2 separate regions of the Rattus norvegicus genome follow, and region 1 is linked to region 2. A link is a contact called in public Hi-C data. All regions are on one chromosome and are shown on one strand. The core of a region is the stretch at or near the end of the contact, and the rest is flanking DNA. Distances in the headings are between cores, read along the strand shown. Region 1 holds the start of Ltbp2 (latent transforming growth factor beta binding protein 2). Region 2 overlaps Ltbp2 (latent transforming growth factor beta binding protein 2).

Region 1 (3,522 bases), core at 307-2,806, 81 kb before region 2:
CTTTGTAAGTGGGTACTCTTGGGTATTTCCTCACAGGAATGGGAAGCTGAACAGCACACATGGCCACTCTCGGGGCTGACGTTTGCTCTGTGAGGTGACATGAAGAGGCGGCCCTGAAGATCTCTTGGAGGCGAATACTCCAGGTAGAGAGATGAGGCATCGCAGTGGAGCAAATGTTTGCCTAGCAGAGACGACGGCCAGTGAGGGTCCTGTGAGTGAGAGTAAGCTCGGATCGGACAGAGAACCAGCTGGGCGGGGAGGATTCCGCAGGCCAGTGTCAAGTATTGAGGCTTTCTTCTCCTATTAGGTATTGCTTAGGTTCCTGGGAGGGGGGAGGCTGGTACGGGAAGTTGGAATGGGTGTCTTTTACCGGTTCTTTCATCCTGTCTCCTTAGGAAGCAGTAAATTGTGAAAACTCTTCCAGGAAAGCCATATATGCCTAGGCTTTGGGGCAGGGAACAAAAGGAAGAAGGTAGATTTGACAGAAAATTCAGTTGTGAGACAACCGATATTCCTGTCTCCATCGGTACAAGAAGATGTGAGAACCCAGCCCAACAGGGATCAATCAAAGACTCATGCAGTCTCCTTGGGGCAAATCCTCCAAGTAATGAGTGGCTGTGATAGGAAGTCTAGCTAGAGTAGACTGTGGGCCAGAGGCCACTGGCCTGGGTTTTAATTCCGTCTTTAGCAATGCTCTCCTTCAGTCACCTTATTCAAGAGGCTCCATGTCTGCCTCTGTGGAAAGAGAACACCTCTTCCAGAGGGCAGCCACCATCACCATAGGATCAGGCCAAGGCTAGACGCCACAGGAAACAGATTAAGATCTAGGAGCTAAGCCCTCTGGCAGAGTGTCACTACAAGACACGGTTGCCAAGGATGAGGCCAGCTCCACTAGGGGGCGCGCGCCCCAAGTTGACCTTCCCCATAGGCAATCGACTCCTGGGTGCTGCCCCAGGGACACCTGCATTCTCGCCTAGCATCCCCAGTGGTCAGAGGAGGAAGCGTCGAGACCAGGCGCGCATGCCTCAGGCTCGGTCCCCATTACTTTGGTCTGGGTACCTTCCCCAGCTTCCTTCAGGTCTGAGAAGCAGCCTTGTTCATCTTAGTCCGTGAGGTCAGGAGCAGAAAATGCATCCAGGACAGGTGGACAACTTGAGCTTGCTCAGGACAGGAGAAAGGAGGCTCAGGTGCGCTTGTCCAGGCAGACGCCATCTGTCTTTCCAGTCTCCGGGTCTGCTCTGCGTCGCCCGCAGCTCCTCACGGGTTAATCCCCTCGCCGCCCGCTCGCTTCTCGGTGCCAAAGAGGGTGTTGCTGGAATTCTTGTCTCCCGTAATAAGGGGGCCGAGCTGTCCCTCCAAGGAGGGGGGGCATGGCGTGGATAAAAGAGACGAAAAAGCAGGGGGCGGTTTCCAAAAATAAAACCCTCCGGTTCCCCTTCAGACGGCGGCAGTGCGGACGCGAAGGTGCGGCAGACTCGGGCTCGGTGCGCAGCCCGGGCAGCTCACGCCATACAGTCCTTGCCTGGGAACCCCCGGACCCCAAGACGTCTGTTTCAGAGGTCCCCTAGACGGGAAGGGGCACGCCGCCAGGCGGGACTGTGGAGCGAACGATGGAGAGCACCTCCCTGCGAGGTCTCCGGTGCCCACAGCTCTGCAGCCACTCTGGCGCCATGAGGGCGCCGACCACCGTCCGCTGCTCCGGACGCATCCAAAGGGCGCGTTGGAGGGGCTTCCTGCCACTTGTCCTGGCTCTCTTGATGGGGACAAGTCATGCCCAAAGGGATTCCGTGGGGAGATACGAACCAGCTAGCCGGGATGCCAATCGGTTGTGGCGCCCCGTGGGCAACCACCCCGCAGCGGCTGCAGCCAAGGTGTACAGTCTGTTCCGAGAGCCCGACGCGCCGGTCCCCGGCTTGTCGCCCTCTGAGTGGAATCAGCCGGGCCAGGGGATCCCTGGGAGGCTCGCAGAGGCCGAGGCCAGGAGACCGTCCCGAGCCCAGCAGCTGCGTCGAGTCCAGTCACCTGTCCAGACTCGGAGAAGCAATCCCCGAGGCCAGCAGCCACCAGCAGCCCGGACCGCACATTCCGTCGTGCGCCTGGCGACCCCTCAGCGACCCGCGGCTGCACGCCGAGGGCGGCTCACCGGGTGAGCACTGGAGAGAGAATTGGGGCGGGGGATGCGGGGATACTGGACGGTCATGCCTTTAGTGGAGCGGGACAGAGGAGAGTCCTGTTCCTTTGTCCTCAGTAATGTAGAGAAACCATCCCGAGGTTCCGAAGCCGGGGCTCGGGACCAGCTTTCAGAAAGTTATTTTTGGGGAGAATAAATCTACTATCCTTTCCCTTGGACACCAGTTCACCGGGAACCCCGACGTTAGGCTCTTGTGCGTTTCTAACGCGTTCTGTGCTGGGCTAACGAGCTCTCGTAGTTGCTGGGTGGGCGCTCTGGGGCTCTTGAGGCCCAGGGAAGGTTAAACTGGCTCGGGGCGCCAGTAGGTGGAGGATCGGGGCGGGGGAGTGGGGACACCAGGGCGCGAAGACAGAAGCATCTCCAGGAAGGGGCTGACAGCGAAGCAGGCGCGCCAAGACAAGTGTATGGTCCGGGCTCAGGTCTGCTGGGACACGCAGAGGGCTTAGGCATGGGTTTAGGAGCTCTGTGGAGGGGAGGCTGCGCTGTGCGAGGGACTGGGTCTGTGTGTGCCAGTAAGACTATATGTCAGCGTTGTTTGCGCATTTTGAAAGGCCACGCCTCACTCCAACTCTTCCTTATTATTTTGCACCACTCACTGTGAGCCCCGGACTCTATTACTACAGGAGGCCCCCTTCCAGCCCCAACAACGCTCTGCCCAGAATTTAATGACTGCTAGGTTAGGGACCTCTCCCCAGTATCCAGGTGTCTCTGGAGTGAGAGCACAGAAGCCTGGCAATACCGGACTGGGCAGGGCGCCATTGGTTAGTCTAGGAGGGGCTTTGGTAGCCCTCGGCCGGATCCTGGTTTACCTGTCCACTGTAGTCCCAGGTAACAGTCCCGATGCGTGTACACCGAGTTCCACTACAGAGGATCTTCCGCCTCCTGCTCTGCGCAATGCTCTTCTCTTGCCTGCAGCGGTCTTCTCCTGTATTTTAGCAGAATTCACCGTGCCTCATCCTTTCCCCGCCCTCACCCTGCCTTATGCTTTTCTTTCAGCATTTATCCCCCTCACATATTTCTATTTCTGCGTATGGGCTCAGACTTATACAAGTTCTACTTAAGCAGGGTTTTGTTTGCTTCTGTGTTCCCAGCAGATCAGTGCCTGCACGTAGCTGGCCCTCTCTGAGTCTAAATGGACTCCCTGTTAACCTTCCGAGGCCTAACCTAAAGTCTTCAGGGCACAGAGCTGCCTGCTGCCAAGTGCCTCCTGCAGAGGGCCATTTGAGGAGAGTTCACCTGCCCTGTTTCCGCTCTCCCCTCTATCCTGACTTGTGTAGGCAGCTCCGTGATTACTTGTGCTGAACATGGGAGAGAGAGCAGAGACCCACAGA
Region 2 (3,235 bases), core at 145-2,644:
CTGATCTGCTCTGCACTGTTCCCTGCCGCCTTTGGTCCTTGTGCAGGAAGCTTGCTTCTCTCCCTTGGCCTGTCTCTTGCGTTGCCTCCATAGGTGCTGAATGGGTCTTGCCTCTGTACAGTAGGCCTTTTGGGCTTGCTTAAGCCGCTGGACTTTCTCTCAGAGAGTAATTGTCATTTTTAGAGGATAAATCCTCCTGTTTCCTCAGCTTGGCCAACCTGATGGCCACACATGTTGACATTCGTGCCAGAGGGGCGTATTGTTCTCCTGCGGTTGTGACCCAGAGTTTAATCCCTGTGGTATGACTTCTCTCCCTCGGTTCTTCCCCTGCATGCTGGAATCCCTGAAGACAAGTCACTAGTGAAGAACCCTGTACTTGGCTCCTTGGGCAAAGCTTCTCCTCCTTGCTGTCACTCCCTCTCCTTAGCCCCTCTCTCCTGCCTGCCCTGTTAGACTCAGCCTTGCTGCCTTGGGTCTCTGGAACTCAGCGGAGTGAGTCCTGAGACCCCATGCCTATCAGGGCTAGAAGAAAAACAGAGCTTTGCCAACCTCCACCCTTTAGTCTGCATTTAGCCTCAAGGCAGGTCTGTGCCATACCCAAGAATGAAGGTCAGCCCTCATTTCCTGGGCCCCAGAAGCACTTTCACTGCCCTTTGGTGCTGCCCTGTGGTAACAGCTCAACTAACTGCTGTCCCCCAGATGGCCACCTCTTGTAAAGGATTAAGCGTTGACCAAGGGTGATGTGAAGGCCCATTCCAAACAATCCAGTGTGAAACATGCAGCTTTCTGACTTCATACAGCTAACAGTACACACAGGTTACTACAGCCATCTGCAGGGTCTTTAAGTCTTTCATTAATCTCTGTTCTAGAATAGTGAGGGAAGGAGGGAAGGTTGGGAAAATAGGGAGGGGGAGTCAGTTTTTCTTACTGTTCATCTATACCAAAACAGACATCCATTTTCCTGTATGGACAGGGCAGGGTCAAAGATTTGCAGACACGAAGTCCCCATGGGTTGTGGCTCTCATAGATGACCAGGGAGGGGCTTTTTTTTTTTTTATAGATATCAACGAATGCCGTCACCCTGGTACCTGCCCTGATGGGAGATGCGTCAACTCCCCTGGCTCCTACACTTGTCTGGCCTGTGAGGAGGGCTACATAGGGCAGAGCGGGAACTGTGTAGGTAAGGGCTGAGTGCCAAGGCACCGGGACAGGGGAGGGTGTCATTTAGCCTTGCGATGGCTGGTTCACCCCACACACCCAGAGGGGAAGAGGTGGGCAGACAGAAGTGGCTTAGAGAGTACTGTCCTCCTTCATCCTGCTGGAGTCTTAGATGATGCTGAGTACGATGTGGGTGTGCTTTCCTTGTGGGGTTCTGCCCTCTGAATCAGCCAGGGTGGGGCCCTCCTCTGCTGCCTAGCCACATCCGTTCCAAAGCTCTATCCCAAAGTCCCAGGAGCTCCTGCGGTTCACTTCTGTTGACTGCCTTAAGAAGCCTCAGGGTCTTAGGCTGGAGAGAGCCAGCCACCAGGCCCCCTGGCTACACTAGAGCACTGTATAAGGAGAGCCTCCCACCGATTAGCCATGGCACTTCTTGTTCCCAAAACAATTCTGTGACAGTGGGAAGGAGTGCTCTTTCTCCTCAGCCCCCGCAGGGAAAGGGCCCAAGGTTCTGATTCCAGGAGGAGCCATGTTTTGAATAGATGCTTTGAGGCTCTGGGGAGGGCAGATGGTTCCCAGGCCCTCAAGACAGCCACAGCCACCCAGGCATGGCCTGGCCTCTCTCCACACTGCCCGCCCACGGACTGGAACTGTTCCTTGGGTATGGAACATGGGAATTTTTTTGGTGGCAGGTGAGAGACTAGAAAGGATGAGGCCCATGATGGAATGAGTCAGGGGTCTGGGACACCTTATTTCCAGCATTCTCAGTGGGTTCATTGAGACTATGTAGGGTGTCTGAGGAACACTCAGGAGGGTATGGCCCTGCTATGCCTAGATGAAACAAAGGGGCGTGGCTCTCCAAGGGTGGCTGGCCTGCCTTCCCGCTGAAGGCTGGTTCCAAGGGGGCTCATAATAGAGAGGATCTATGCTTGCTATGGTGGGGAAGAGGGCGAGGAGGAGGGGAGGCCAGTGCGCCCTCTTGGACTTTATCCACAGATATGAATGAGTGTCTGACCCCCGGGATATGTGCCCATGGAAGGTGCATCAACATGGAAGGCTCCTTTAGATGCTCTTGTGAGCCAGGCTATGAGCTCACCCCAGACAAGAAGGGCTGCCGAGGTACTGAGATGTGGTGCCCTCCTCGGCGCAGGCAAATCAAGTCTCCAGCATCTTCCCTGTGCATGTCAACCCCCATAGCCAACCCTGAATTAACCTATCAGGCCTGAGGCCTGTCCTACCCTTTGCCAAAAACGTATCCTTTCTGCATTCCCTGCCCACCTATGTGTCTCTGGCATATCTGCCCTGCAGAATCCCATACAGAACTCAATGGCCTGTTTCAGATGTGGACGAGTGTGCCAGCCGAGCCTCATGCCCCACCGGCCTCTGCCTCAACACGGAGGGCTCCTTCACCTGCTCAGCCTGTCAGAGTGGGTACTGGGTGAACGAAGATGGCACTGCCTGTGAAGGTAACACAGGAGAGATGGTGACAGAATACAGGCTGCCCTCCCTCTTAAATAGCATGTTTGCCCTCCAGCCTTGGGCTGATGCTGGGAGTCTCTGGGTTAGGTTAGAGGAAACTTTGGGAGACTTGACCCCAGAGAGCTTCTGAACTTGACATAACTTCTAAGTTGAGAGATGAGACAAATTGTCACAGAGACAAGAGGAAAGCTCAAGTCACATCCGGTAGTGCATGACTATGGCCCCAGGACTTGGGGGTGGAAGCAGAAATATCAGGAGTTCAAGGCCAGCCTTAGCCTTGTTGAGTTTGAAGCCAGCCTGAACTACAGGATGAGTTTGAGGCCAGCCTAGCTACAGGACATTGTCTCAAAAGAGCTAAGCTGTAGGTATGGCTATCCAAGGAGCTTTCTAGGAAGGAAGTGTGAGGTTGCCTTAAAGAATACGGCCAAGACTTGCCCTTCTCTAGAGATCCAGAGTATTCTCCAAACTCAAAGGATGGGCGAGAGGTGTAGTGAAGGAAGGCTTCATTGCTGGGACTGCCCTTCTGGCTCCATGACCATGGTTTGTCTATCTGCCTAGACCTGGATGAATGTGCCTTCCCCGGAGTCTGCCCCACAGG

The links. A called contact is a pair of places that touch in the nucleus more often than the background predicts.
Region 1: a contact with region 2 is called in a Hi-C map of the Rat2 cell line, with 5 times the contacts expected there. The contact joins the promoter of Ltbp2 here to the enhancer-like site in region 2. A contact is called at or near these places in 3 of 12 Hi-C or Micro-C datasets (the Rat2 cell line, Schwann cells and kidney).

Annotation. Positions count from the first base shown.
Region 1 is chr6:110,255,332-110,258,853 of GRCr8, reverse strand. It overlaps Ltbp2 (latent transforming growth factor beta binding protein 2), which reads left to right and starts at 1,556. Exons shown (of 35, transcript NM_021586.2): 1 at 1,556-2,146. The coding sequence starts at 1,611.
Region 2 is chr6:110,174,785-110,178,019 of GRCr8, reverse strand. Ltbp2 (latent transforming growth factor beta binding protein 2) reads left to right here. Exons shown (of 35, transcript NM_021586.2): 19 at 1,061-1,180; 20 at 2,155-2,277; 21 at 2,499-2,624; 22 at 3,196-3,235. Among named protein-coding and RNA genes, the nearest start is that of Isca2, 27 kb to the right of the region's middle. Within about 2 kb of position 1,394, at least 7 of the 93 cell types and tissues checked have an H3K27ac peak or open chromatin away from gene starts, as enhancers often do.